2 separate regions of the Mus musculus genome follow, and region 2 is linked to region 1. The links are chromatin contacts, called in public HiChIP or PLAC-seq maps. All regions are on one chromosome and are shown on one strand. Each heading gives the region's core, a stretch centred on a gene start, on an enhancer-like site or on the middle of the called end of the contact. The rest is flanking DNA. Distances are from core to core; before and after follow the strand shown. Region 1 holds the start of 9130015A21Rik (RIKEN cDNA 9130015A21 gene). Region 2 overlaps Gm40388 (a long non-coding RNA gene).

The links. HiChIP or PLAC-seq counts read pairs in DNA pulled down with a chosen protein or histone mark.
Region 2: a CTCF HiChIP or PLAC-seq map of the NIH/3T3 cell line shows a contact between it and region 1, with 15 read pairs. The contact joins the enhancer-like site here to the promoter of 9130015A21Rik in region 1. A contact is called at or near these places in 2 of 15 datasets of contacts at CTCF or cohesin (CD8 T cells and the NIH/3T3 cell line), 2 of 484 Hi-C or Micro-C datasets (macrophages and myeloid progenitors) and 2 of 115 datasets of contacts at active chromatin or transcription factors (CD8 T cells and embryonic fibroblasts).

What each region holds. Positions count from the first base shown.
Region 1 is chr12:35,691,321-35,698,611 of GRCm38.p6, forward strand. 9130015A21Rik (RIKEN cDNA 9130015A21 gene) reads right to left here and starts at 3,798. Exons shown (of 5, transcript NR_045050.1): 1 at 3,633-3,798; 2 at 3,153-3,326; 3 at 627-794.
Region 2 is chr12:35,730,920-35,738,210 of GRCm38.p6, forward strand. The region is part of intron 1 of Gm40388 (a long non-coding RNA gene); the gene reads right to left. Among named protein-coding and RNA genes, the nearest start is that of Gm40388, 12 kb to the right of the region's middle. Within about 2 kb of position 3,637, at least 45 of the 459 cell types and tissues checked have an H3K27ac peak or open chromatin away from gene starts, as enhancers often do. A contact at or near this core is called in the NIH/3T3 cell line and embryonic fibroblasts, where this site is marked.

The DNA.
Region 1 (7,291 bases), core at 2,548-5,047:
TTGGAATGGAAACTGTACTGGCGATACAATGCAGGCCATTGTGGCCATGTTCCTATAAATATGACATTACGAAGATAAGAAATCTGACCTTTCCCAGTAATGTATTTAGCCTCATCTTGAGCTGGTATGGCATGTGGCATATTTCCAGTGCTCAGTGCCTGCTGAATGGAGTTATTGAACTATTGGAAATTGAAAGGACCTGAATGGAATCCAGACTATTTTTATTAATCATTTTATTCATTTACATTTCAAATGATATCCCCCTTCCAGATGACTCCTCTACCAAACTCCCATCCCATCTCCCCTCTACCCTACCTTTTGCCTCTATGAGGGTGCTCCCCTACCCATTCACCCACGTCTGTCTCACTTCTCTAGCATCCCCCTACCCTGGGGCATCAAGCCTCCCTCCCCTCCCACTGATGTCAGATAAGGCCATCCTCTGCTAGATTTGAATCTGGAATCCTGGCTCCCTCCATGTATACTCTTTAGTGGGTGGTTTAGTCCCTGGGAACTCTGGGTGATCCAGTTATTGTTCTTATGGGGTTGCTATCCCCTTCAGCTCCTTCAGTCCTTCCCCTAATGGGGTCCCCAGGCACCGTCTGATGGTTGGCTGTAAGTGTCTGTACCTGTATTGGTCAGGGAACTGTCATATCAGGCTCCTGACAACCAGCGCTTCTTGGCATCAGCAATAGTTGGGGGCAGGGGTGTCTGCAGATAGGATGGATCCATAGGTGGGATGGTCTCTGGATGGCCTTTCCTTCAGTCTCCATTCCATTTGTTGTCACTGTCTTTCCCTTGGACAGGAACATTTCTGGGTTAAAATTTTTGAGATGGATGGGTGGCCCCAACCCTCTACTGGGGGACCATGCCTATCTACTGGAGGTAGTCTCTACAGGTTGTATCTCCCTTCACTGGGTATTTTGGTTAAAGTCATCGACACTGGCTCCTGGGAGCCTCTCACTCCCCTGGAGTCTGAGACTTTTTAGAGGCTACCCAGTTCCCATCCCCTTCTGCCACATGTTTCTATTCAATTTCCTGATCCTTTGTACTTCTCTCCTGTCCCTTCCAATACCTGTTTCTGCCCCACCCTTTCCCCCTCCCTCTCCTCTCTCCATACCAGGTTCCTCCCTCCCTCTGCTTCCTGTGATTATTTTGTTCCCTGATCTATGTAGGATTGAAGCATCTACACTTTGGTCTTCCTTCTTCTTAAGCTGCATATGGTTTGTGGGTTATATTGAGGGCTTACACTGTGCTATATTCAGCTTTAGAGAAAGATATAGTTGGTGGAGAAAAATAATGTAACTACATTCATAATTTAGGACAAAATGATCTTAAAGTCAAATGGCATTATCTCATGATAAACAAGAAAGAGAAAAATGTGTTTGCTATTCTCCCTTCCTAGAAAGAGTGATTGGGTATATTACTAAGTTTCTCCTGGGATGTTAGCAAGGCTGTTGGAAGATGATTTAATCATGTCAGATTATCTCATGAAGCACTCATTAGATCAGTGGGTTAGGAGCTAATGACAATGTTAGAAAACTCTTATGTGGACCTGGTTCTCGCCATTCCTTTGTTTCTTCAGGATAATTGGTCACTTTTTAAGGCACGGTTAGGCAACTTGTGTGAAAAAGAAAAAAAGGAGAAAAATTTAAAACTATCTCATGTACAATTGTGCCTGGTAGGTTATAGTGTTTGCTGTTTGGTATAAGTTAAGGTAGGAATTCTCTTCTTTAATTCACGAAAGACAAACTCAATCTCAGTGCAAATTCTGCCTCTTCGTTTTTTATCAAAATACTATTTTGTTACTTTACCTCATACTTTCATGACTTCATTCACTCACTCATATACCTACAGTCACAAACAATAATAAGAATACTTTTTGTCATGTTAATTACATAGTAAGTGTTCACCATAGCTACCAAATTTAATGAACAAATCAACATTTACTATTTTCTTTTTTTTATTAGGTATTTATTTCATTTACATTTCCAATGCTATCCCAAAAGTCCCCCACACTCTCCCCCACCCATTCCCCCACCCACCCACTCCCACTTCTTGGCCCTGGAGTTCCCCTGCACTGAGGCATATAAAGTTTGCACAACCAATGGGCCTCTCTTTCCACTGATGGCCGACAAGGCCAACTTCTGATACATATGCAGCTAGAGACATGAGCTCCGGAGGGTACTGGTTAGTTCATATTGTTGTTCCACCTATAGGGTTGCAGATCCCTTAAGCTTCTTGGTTACTTTCTCTAGCTCCTCCATTGGGGGCCCTGTGATCCATCCAACAGCTGACTGTGAGCATCCACTTCTGTGTTTGCTAGGCCCCGGCATAGTCTCACAAGAGACAGCTATATCTGGGTCCTTTCAGCAAAATCTTGCTAGTGTATGCAATTTTGTCAGCGTTTGGAAGCTGATTATGGGATGGATCCCCGGATATGGCAGTTTCTAGATGGTCCATCCTTTCATCTCAGCTCTAAACTTTGTCTCTGTAACTCCTTCAATGGGTGTTTTGTTCCCAATTCTAAGAAGGGGCACAGTATCCACACTTTGGTCTTTGTTCTTCTTGAGTTTCATGTAGTTTGCAAATTGTATCTTATATCTTGGGTATTCTAAGTTCCTGGGCTAATATCCACTTATCAGTGAGTACATATTGTGTGAGTTCTTTTGTGATTGGGTTACCTCACTCAGGATGATGCCCTCCAGGTCCATCCATTTGCCTAGGAATTTCATAAATTCATTCTTTTTAATAGCTGATTTTCAAGTTATTACAGCATCTATATGAAGAATTGGGAGTGTGTCCTTTATTCCCAAGTGCACATGCCCTATGTACCTCTGTTCACCATTACTTCCTGGATTCTATCTCATTGAACTAGTAGCCCGTTTCTCAGCTCAGAAGAGGAGGAAACATAGAAGTTAGATGCAGGGTAATGTATGTCTTGACAGGGCTACAGACGTATTGATTATTTTCTTCACAGAATAAGAAATTTTCTTGCTTTGTTTTACAGACCACAGTAAACTGTTGACAACCTCAGCTAACAGACTATTTATTCCTGACTCCAAAGCAGAAGTCACTGCTGGTTTCTTCCAGAAATGTGCTTTGTGGTAGGGTGACTCAGCGGGGAGAGAAGCCCTTTTGCCCTTTCTACCTACCTCCTTCCTTCTCCGGTGAGGAAGATGAATACAGCAGCAAGAACACAGGCCACAGTAGCCATGGAAGCCTCAGAGGAAACAGAGAGATAGAAGTCTGGCTCTCTGCAGGCATTGGAAAGCTTCCCTTCCAGTCCAGGACATCATAGGGCCACCATTCTATCTCTAAATTGTTCCCTAGAATATTTTAAAGGAAATAAACATTTTTCTGACATTATTGTGTAAGGATATTCTTTTTATTTTTCTTCCTACCACATTTATCTAGATCTATACTTGAAAAAATATATCGTTAAGAGGTTATAGCCAAATATACGAAACTCAGTCTAAACTATCATCTTAAAAAATGCCTTCATCTAAATATCATAAATTTATTGTAAACCTATTCCTCCTTTGCCATTATAATAGCCACTAAGAATTCACTAAAGAGAGTATGGTTTTAACTCACAGATGAGAGACCATGACTAAGAAGGACAAGCTACTCACCTGAAGGTTTCAGCTGGTAAGTCAGAGGGTGATCACGTAAACCTTGACTCTTGGCTGTTTTCAACAGTGTGTGCTGCCCGTTGCTGAACTGGGTGGTTTTCTGGAGTTTCCCATGAGGCTTCCAGTAATATCCATGACCTGCTTCTGGATTTTTCTCTTCCAGAGTGAAACATTTAAAGATTACTCATGTGTGAGAGATTACACTAACATTTCTGTGGCCACAAATGATTATTGTTTAATAGTTTCTTAAATTTTAAAATCTTTATACAGAGAAAATACAAACAGAATGATCTTCCAGCCAAAACAAAGAAACAAAACAAAACAAACAAACAAACAAACAAAAACAGTTGTTTTTCCTTTGCTAGTTATTGGATAGTAAACAATGTTGATCCAGCCAGTCCAACAAGGTGGATCAAATCATTCACATGGTAGTGTAGTGAGAATTTTGGTTTCTTAAAAAACGCAGTGTTGTTATGTGATTATATTTTTGTTTTTTTTATTTATTCAAATTAATTTAATGAACAATTTTTCTTAGAATGTTCCCCTTTGTATCATTACATAGAAAAACCACCTCCCTGAATAGGTGTGGGATATGGGACTGCTTTAGACTACCCACAGCTGCTGACTATGATTTGTATCGTACTCTAGGAAGGGTGTAATTTTTGCCAGGTATATTCAGAATTCTGGGGACTTTTGAGAGGATATAAATGTGAGAGCCCAGGAGGCCTGGTGGCAGCTGCTTCATCCCGGGGGCCGATGGGTCCTGGTGTTGCTTTCATTGCTTTTGTTATTACTGGATTGCTGGATTTCCAAGTTGCTAGATTGCTGGTTGGAGATATCCTAACCATGAAGATTGCACTTGCCCCTAGGATCTCAATGTCCATAATCAGCAGGAAGTAGTCTAAAGAGGCCTGTGCCTCTTTTCCCTCACATCTTCTTTCTTTCTTTTTTTTTTAAGATTTATTTATTTATTTATTTATTTATTTATTTATTTATTTATTTATTTAATGTAAGTACACTGTAGCCATCCTCAGATACTCCAGAAGAGGGCATCAGATTTCGTTACGGATGGTTGTGAGCCACCATGTGGTTGCTGGGATTTGAACTTGGGACCTTTGGAAGAGCATTCGGCACTCTTAACCACTGAGCCATCTCTCCAGCCCCCCACATCTTCTTTCTTGCCTGCCTAGTGTTGGGAGGTTGAAAGGGATTCAGATAAAGAAGGACGGCAGATATAAAAACCCAATAAAATAGCCCAGAAAGTATGGTTACATGGTAGATATGAGACTGGAAAGACAGAGTAGGGTTCTACCAATTCCACCAATATCAAGAACCATAACCAAGGGGTGACATACCACTGGCCCTTTGCAGTTACTAAAAAAACCAAGCTGCTATTCAATTAATTCAGTATAATTACTGTAACCCATTAATATAATATATATATACCTGAATCACTTAACTAAGTTGCATTAATATTATAAAATCTATTTGTTAAGCAATAGTTTCTCTTTACATAAAGGAAAATGGAAAATTTGCCAGAAAATAAGATGCAGCATATATATATATATATATATATATATATATGTATATATATATCATATATATATATATATATATCAGATCTTTCCTGATGCTGTGGTAACAGGTTCAATACTTCACAGACCAATATATTTAGATGACTAAATGAAGGAATGGCATTATGGCTGGTGCAACATGGGCTTTGAGCAAGAACATCTCCTTAGACTTTAGTGGTCTCACACAATTTTAAATTAACTTCCCTAATGTTCAGGAGATATTTGAGTATCTTAAACCCTAATTTAATCTTATGACTACATGAGTTTTTAGCTAAGATCATTTATTTTCTCTGGATGATAATAAGCAGAGGTGATCACACCAAGAATGATTTTTATAGCCAAGAGGACACATTCATTTCTAAATCCAGTAGAGATCTTTTAAATATGTAAATTTTTAGAATGTGTGTGTTGTGAGACTCATCCCTGTTGAGACACAGTAGCCTTGCAAAGGGAGGGAATGTATACTCTATCCATCATTACTGAGAACCAAATGACTTCTTGGACATGGCTCCTCAGTCCTTTCCTTGCGCCCGTGTTTGGCATGAGTTCAGAAGAACTCTGGATGTGATCTGAAAACTTCCTGGCAGTTTTAAGGTTCAGCTTCTCTCACCTGGAGTCTCTCGTCTATACCTGTAACTTAGTTAAAATCAAATGTTTCAGGCTGCCCTGGGTTCTGTCTTATGCTGATTTCCTAATTCGTTGTGTGGTTTGGCTATTGTTTTATTTGGTTTCTCCATGAACCATGAAATAATCTACAATGGAAAAAATGAAGTTCTTGTTTGCATATATATTTTCACAACAGATGTACTTAGGTGATGTTTGCTTTGTGGGTTTCAAGATATAAGACCACCTCTTATGCTCTGAAAAAAGAATCAAAGCTAGGCATCACTTATTTTAACCTTAACCTTAGTCCCAATATTCAAACTTTGAATGTCTTATTTTTCATAATTCCAATCTTCTCAAAAATTGTTGGTTTCGAGTTAAGTATATATTCCATTTTACTAATTAATTTGCTTGAAATGGAAATTTTTAAACTAAAATTTTGGTTGAAAAATATTTATCAACAACATTTCACCCTGAGCTGGTGTTGTAGGAACTACATTTCTTCAGCCGCTTGGAATTAATTGCAGAGAAAATTTAATTTTAAAAGATATCAACATTAAAGTTATCTGTTTGTTATCTCAAAAGAGAAGCCCAGAAAGTGGGGTATTTCCATTTCCAGATCTGGTCCAGGACAAGGCGGGCTTGTTAATAAGATAGCTAGCGGTGATTTCCAGGTTTTCCTTTGCCACGTTTCAAGGTTGGACTTTGCCCTCAGCACAACTGGCACATCAAACACCAGTCCCAAGAATATCCTTTCCTTAAGTGTTCTTCTTTAAAGCAAATCTTCTCCCAGAGATCCCAGCAGGCTTCTTACCACACATTGTTACTAAGTGAAGCATGGAGAAGCTGGAAGAATTATCTTGTTTTATGTGAAGGAATCAAGGGCTACACCTTATACCCCGAGCGTCCAAGAAAGCCCACGCTCCCTGAAGACAGCGGCCACCTCTAACTCGAAACTGTCAGTTATCAAGAAATGTTTCACATGTCGATCCTTGGTGACTAACATTTCCAGATATGGAAAGATTTACCCTACTCCCATGATTTATGACCTCACTTCTCTGTCTCTAATTTTTTTTTTCTCTACTAAGTACAGAAGGATTCCAATGGCAACGCCCATCTGCAATTGGCTGGATTTATAGTTAGAACTTCTCTGGAAGAAGACTGGTACAATGTGCTGTACTTATGATTTGAAAATATCGAACCTAGGAAAATATTTTCAGACCACAAAATAGTCTCAAAGGTTAGTATCTAGAATATACAGAGAATTCTCAGACTCAATAAAAACTGAAAATAATTCAATCTTAAAGTTGTCAAAACATACATTAATTATATTTTTTAACCTTTGGCCCTTAACAATTCATACCTCGGTGTTCATGAATGAAATGTTTGTAATTTTCGTTAAAACAATTCCATCCCATGGGACCTCTAGACAAAATAAGAATTTAAAAAAACTGTTAGCAGTTGAGATCTGACAATAGATGT
Region 2 (7,291 bases), core at 2,387-4,886, 39 kb after region 1:
TGAATATTATTCTATTGTATAGGTGTACCATATTTTCTTTGTCCATTCTTCAGTTGAGGGTCATCTAGGTTGTTTCCCGTCTCCAGCCATTATGAATAAAGCTGCTATGAACATGGTTGAGCAAGTGCCCCTATGGTACAGTATGCCATCTTTTGGGTATATACGCAGGAGAGTCTTGAGGTAGAAATATTCCCAGTTTTGTGAGAAACCACCCAATTGACTTCTAAAGTGGTTGTACAAATTTTCACTGCCACCAGAACAAAGAAGTGTTCCCAAGGGCATTTTTTAAATTAGTGATTGATGAGGGAGGTCTTAGCCCATTGTGGGTGAACAGACCCTTGGTCTGGTGGGCCTGGGTTCTATTTAAAAAAAAAAAAGCCGGGTGAGCAAGCTAACCCTTGCTTATGAAGCAAATCAGTAAGGAACATCCTCCTGCAGCAGCTCCTGTCCCCAGGTTCCAGCCCTGTTTGAGTTCCTATCCTGACTTCCTTCAATAATGATCCGGAAGCATAAACCAAATAAATCCTTTCCTCTACCGATTTGCTTTGGTCACGGTGCTTCGGTCATGGTGCTTCATCACAGCAGTGGTGACCTTATTAACACAAATGATAAAGTGCAGTCAAACTTTAAAGTATCTACAAACATATTTATACCAATTTACCATATTCATTTAGTTGGGGAAAAACTAGACTGATATGTTAACCTAGCCAAGATAAATGGAAAGTGATTGAAATCAGATATAAACTTGGGAGCTAGCGTCTAGCTCAGTGCTGCAATATCTGCCTAGTAAGTGCAAACCTTGATTCCGTCCCCGGTGCTGTGTGAAAAGTTGTTTGATTTCAAAGCTTTCCCACTGACCACTACATCGTAATATCTGTTCCCTTTTTTCCCTAGTATTAATCATGTGCCATCAATCAATCTGAATCAAATCAAAAGGAATGTATACCTGAGAGGGTAGGGGAAGACTTACCATTCACAGCTGAGCAAAATTTCTAGGGCTAGAACCACAGCATGTTTGCCAGTCATGGCCACGGCACATTGTGTTGGGAAGTAAGACTGGGTTGTACATAAAACAAGATCATGAGTACCCGAAACACATAGTCGGGAGCTCGGGTGGAAAGGTGTTTTATTTGACTAAATCCAACTGAGGTCACAATATCCAAAGGGTGTGTTGTTGGGTGCCATTACCAGAGTGTCGTCAATGATAAAGAAAAAGTCAACCTCTTGGTTTTTCAGAGTAGTGACAGAACTCACTGGTCCCAGTAAAGCCACAGACTGCATAGATCTAAGGAACACTTGCACCTGTCTGTTCGCTAACCTCCTCCACACAGCCATATTAAAGGGCTGGCTGGATGCCTTTGACAGCTTTGAAGCTTAATGTTATTACATTGTCCTTAATCAACTATTCCAGTGAATGAATAGTCATTGTCTTCAATATTTATTGAAGTCTTCCCTTTGGATGTCCAAAGGTATCCTGCCTCACTCTCCTACAACATAGACAATTAGAAAGCTCATTGTATTCTCCCCTTGCTTATTATCCATAATTATACTTAGATTCCATAACATAGTTCCAGTGTTACATCTCTTTTAGAAAAGTTAAATAAAAGTCATGCTGTAACGACTATTGTTGGTTGTCAACTTAAGCACATCTGGAATTAACTAAAACCCAAATGGCTAAGTATACTTCTGAGGGATTTTTCTTGTTTAGATCATCTGAAATGGGAAGACCCACCCTTAGTGTAGATCTTTTGAGGTGAGAAAATCCACCATTAATTTGGGCCATGCCTTTCTAGCGGCAACCTATATATGAGACATGGAAGAAGTAAGCTTGCTGTCTTTGCTTGCTTGCTCTTGCTATCACTGGCAAGTCTATTCCTTCACTGGCAATAGAGCCTACTTTTTCAAGACTCTGGCTCATACTGAAGACCAGTTGTGCATCCAGCCTTGAGAATGGAACAACTACTGGGTTATTAGATCGTCCATTGGTAAACAGCCATTGTTTGAGCAGCTGGACCATAGCCTGTAAACCATGGTTATAAATCCCTGTGTGTGTGTGTGTGTGTGTGTGTGTGTGTGTGTGTGTGTGTGTGTGTAAATATGTGTATCTATAAATATGCATGATGCAATGTATATATAAAAGCAAGTACTCATATCCATAAAATAAAATACATGTGTGTGTGGAGAGAGACAGAAAGGGAGAGAGAGAGAACCCTGACTAATATTCATGTAAATTCAGTTAAATTAAGAAATATTTGTGTTGTGTTGTAAGAGAGGAAATGATTTAGCAAAGGATGATTTTGCATCCATGCAAGTTATTTTTTCTAGATCACCCACCAACTAATTTCAAGGTCTATTAGCTTATAAGGCAGATAAAACTATGTAGAAAACTTATAAGACATTGAAATAATCTAACACTAATAGTTTAAATTTGGTTCATGTATGACTTGTGCTAATGTTTACAGGTGCTGTGAGGAGAGCTCGCAGCTAAGAAGAGGTTCCTAATGGCTGGAGATTTGGCTTAGCTGTCAAACGCACTTGTTCTTCTAGAGGACACAGGCTGGATTCCTAACACCCACATGGGTAACTGACAGCATATCTAAGTGCAGTTCTAGGGGATCCAACACTCTGCTCTCTATCAGATATAGATTTGTGTGGGGGAACATCTAAAGCAGTGTGTCAGGTAGAGAATATAAAAATATTGGGATTGTTTTAACCTGAGCAGCTTTAAATTCCTCCCAGTTACCATGGGCAGTATACATCGCCATATTGGTCAGAATTGAGATGCAGAGAAAAATTTTGCTGTGACAGACTAGGCTGTTGGCTGTCACATGATGAAGTAAAAGTTTCACAGTGCTGAGAAAGGGAAGGGGATTAGTAAGAGAAAACTCAGAGCCTCTGACTCATGGGTTTTTCTACCACAGGAGGCCAAAGGATCTTGTTTCCATTCTTGTCCCATCTATTATCCCACCACCAGCAAAGGAACAGTAAGTAAGGTCTAATCTGCCCTTCCGTTCTACTGTAATTAATTCTTACACAGATGTGTATGGCAAAGGTGGCTGGGAATGGATGCTCAGGTGCCCAAATGCTTGCAAATTTACATCGCATAGTAGCTATTGACTCCATGGGCTCCTAGTTACATCCAGAAATAAATCATGTTGTATAGCAAATACAAAATGATTTTTAGTTTTCTTAAAAAAAAAAAAACTTGAAGCATCATTGCTAATTTCAGCTTCAATGTGTTCTAAAATTCTCAACATAAGTGTGAAAAAACAGTGGCACTACCAATATTTAAGTTAACAATTAAGGTATTTGATGCATGGCTGGAAAAGTTTGAAAAACAAAGAAAGGAAAAGAGTAAAGGATTGGAAGCCATGATAGAGGACAGAGAAGACCAGGGAGAGGATAGAAAAGATGGTCTTTCACAACACACTAATCTCTGATGTGTTAAAGTAGAAATTATATGAATACAGATTTTTAACTCCAGCTGATGGATTTTTTTTTATTTCTCACTATCTTATTAATACAGCATGGATGGAAGGGTTTTGACCTATTGAGACAACTACGCTCTATTCTGCCCTCACATCAACCAGAATCAGAACTGCCATGTCACAGTATACTCATTTTGGCTAAATCCTCTATGACTAATACAAGGCTCACTGCATTGGTATGAGTCTGGTTATTAAGCCATGGTCATGTTTGTATATTATAGGGAGAGAGAGACAATAATCTGTGCTTCAGTGGCTTATGTTTAAATGACAAAAATGTGTCATGGAAAATCTCCCCACCTCCTCAAAACTCACAGGGTAACTGAAGAGTCAAGGGATGAGAAAAGGAGTAGAGGAGAGTTAAAAGAAACCGGAATGGGGGCGAGGAACAGAGGGTAAGAGAGAAATGTATTAGTATATTGAAGGGTCCAAAAATAATATGAAAATCATAATTTAGGTTAAGGGGGTCATAAAGTTAAGATTCTTCAGCTAAACATATTAGTCAATGTTTAGATCATAATCATTTTTCCAAATGTCTTATGACCAAAAGCTGCAGGCAGAGAACTCTTCCATGCATCATTCAATACGATGCATTCAAACTCTCATTTACAGGATGGTGGGAGTTGGGGTAAAAACAAACAAACAAACAAACAAACAAACAAAAAAAGATTCCAGAAATAGGTCTGAATGCAATTTGCACAGTGCATGTGTTTGAACTTGAAAGGCGTCTGCTGTGAAGCTTTAGTTACACCCAGCACCTGGAGTCAGGCACACTGACCATAAGCAGCACGTGGTAGAGACCAGAGCTCTTTAGTGCTTTGTCATCAGGAGATATTCCAACAGCTTGTGCAAGCTTTGAGAAAGCAGCTACAGCTACAGCTACAGTGAACTTGCAGTTATCACATGCCCCTCTCCTTTCAATGATCAAAACAGATCCCCTACAATTATTGTCAGCACTTTGAAATATCTTAACTTCAATATTCAGGATATATGAAATTATTTTATTGCTATTCCTAGATCTGCTGAAAGCACACTCCTTTTAGGAAGTGCTATGTGTATGAATTTTTAATAAAGCTTTTTAAGGTCTTATAGACATTTGACTATGAGAAAAGACAATAATGTTTTCCAATTGTCTCTGCTTAATGAAAGAATCATAACTAACAGTTCCCCATAGTGAAATTTCAAGTTATCTAAAGGAACCTATTCATCTTCTGCCAGTAAGCTTGCAAGAAGCCACAATTTTATTCCACTCCCTTTTTATGTCTTAGGAAAATAGACCTCAACTATATGCTTAGGTGTAAATATTTAACTATAATTCAATGGTTTTCAAACATTAACCGAAAATCTAAGTCTTTCAGAAAGAAAGGTCCTGTAAAAATATAAATTAATATTATTGAAGCTGTTGTCTAAATCTATAGGTTTTTCTCTCAATGCTTGCTGATTTTTTCTATCAATACTTCTGATTGCCACATGTCTATATACAATATGCATAAATATAAGGATCTGCTTGTCATCTTTGTTTAGACATTTAATGATAATACATGCATACACACACACACACACACACACACACACACGGCTTCAGTAAGCATAATAAACACAAATGCCACTCTTTCTCATGACTATAACTGACTATTCCTGTCTACATTCTATGTCAAAATAGCTGAAGGTGAGCAGAGAAAGTCTGAGTGTGATCCTTGTCTCAGAGAGCAGGTTCCAATAGAATGGCTCAGTATGTCCAACACATGCATAAAAGCTTGAAAATGCCCTTTAAACATAAAATCTATGGCAAAATGTAGATTGGATCTTTGTATTATGGAGAAATTTAAATTGATTGACTCTTGCAAAATGTTAGGGATGTTATATAATTGGTTGTTTTGTTTATAGTTAATTTAGCTAATATAAAACAAAGGATTGTTGTCAAGTCCTTCCTTAATGAAATTAAACCTTTTGGGTGTGGCTTTGTTTTGATGTGGACTATGCTGCTAACTGACCATAGCACTATCTTTGTAGTTCAGTGGTGATATGTGTGTGACTCTTCTCCTCCCAGAAGGTCACTCTGAAAGGCATTCCTGTGGATACACAGTTTACTTTATGAAACGTATTCTATTTTCTGTGCCAAAATTTCTATTTGAAACAGAGTCAATGTCTCCTTCCAGGAAGAGGAAACGACACCAGGAGTTTCCATGGTAATCAGTTGATGGAATTAAATCAAGCAGGAAACCTCTTCAGAATGCAAAGTCATCTTGCAAAACAGAGAGGCTTGAAATATCCAGGAAGTGTGTCATGGCCAAATGAAAGGAATGGAGATGTGAATACCTCTATAATGTAAACTCCTCAACCCTAAAATAAACACTCAAAAGCTAGCCTTTGTCCTACAAAATTAAACTTCCAAACAACTGTCATTTCTAATCAGATCCTTTGTTCCAGTTGTTTTTACGCTGCTTTTGGTATCCTTATCTCTTGTGATCAACATCATGTAAGACTATGAATCCACATGTTTATGTGGATTAAAAAAAAAAAAACTCTGATGCCACTGCTGTAAGGTTCACTTTACATAAAACTGCATAACGTTTATAAGCTATGTTCTTATCAGGAAGAGCAAAAATGCATCTTAATCCAATAAAATAAAATAAATCTCTTAGTTGAGACAAAGGGATTTTACGTTGAGACTCTTCCTGGAAATTGAAGTTATTGAGAGTTTTATGTCACTCCATTTTGTAAGGAGTAAGCCTTGATAGCAGGAATAACAGAGAATAAAGCAGGATTCCTCACCATCAAGCATCTTTGTAACAGTGTACCTGGAGACACGGCCTTTAGCTACACTGGTAACAATTTCCAATGAATATTCATAGCTCAGAACATAACTAAATGTCCTTTTCCACTGTAGAGGGCTGTAAGAGTTCCTCAGAAAATTGGACATAGTACTACAGAGCATCCAGCAATACTACTCCTGGGCATATACCCAGAATATGCTCCAACATGTAATAAGGACACATGCTCCACTATGTTCATAGCAGCCTTATTTATAATAACCAGAAGCTGGAAAGAACCCAGATGCCCCTCAACAGAGGAATGGATACAGAAAATGCGGTACATTTACACAATGGAGTACTACTCAGCTATTTTAAAAAATGAATTTATGAAATTCCTAGGCAAATGGATGGACCTGGAGGGCATCATCCTGAGTGAGGTAACCCAATCACAAAAGAACACACATGATATGCACTCACTGATAAGTGGATATTAGCCCAGAAGCTCAGAAGGAAGACCAAAGGGTGGATAAGTCAATCCTTCTTAGAAGGGGGAACAAAATATCCATGGAAGGAGTTTCAGAGACAAAGTGTGAAGCAGAGACTGAAGGAAGGAACATCTAGAGACTGCCCCACCTAGGGATCCATCCCATAAACAACCACCAAAACCAGATACTATAGGGGATACCAATGAGAGCTTGCTGACAGGAGCCTGATATAACACTGTGTACTGAGAGGCTCTGCCAGTGCCTGACAAATACATAAGTGTATGCTCATAGCCATCCATTGGACAGAGCACAGGGTCCCCAATGAAGGAGCTAGAGAAAGGACCTAAGGAGCTGAAGGGGTTGGCAGCCCCATAGGAGGAACAACCATATGAACTAATCAGTACCCCCAGAGCTCCCTGGGACTAAACCACCAACCAAAGAAAACACACGGTGGGACTCATGACTCTAGCTGCATACGTAGTCAGTCATCAGTGGGAGGAGAGGCCCTTGATCCTGTGATGGTTATATGTCCCAATATAGGGGACTTCCAGGGCCAGGAAGTGGG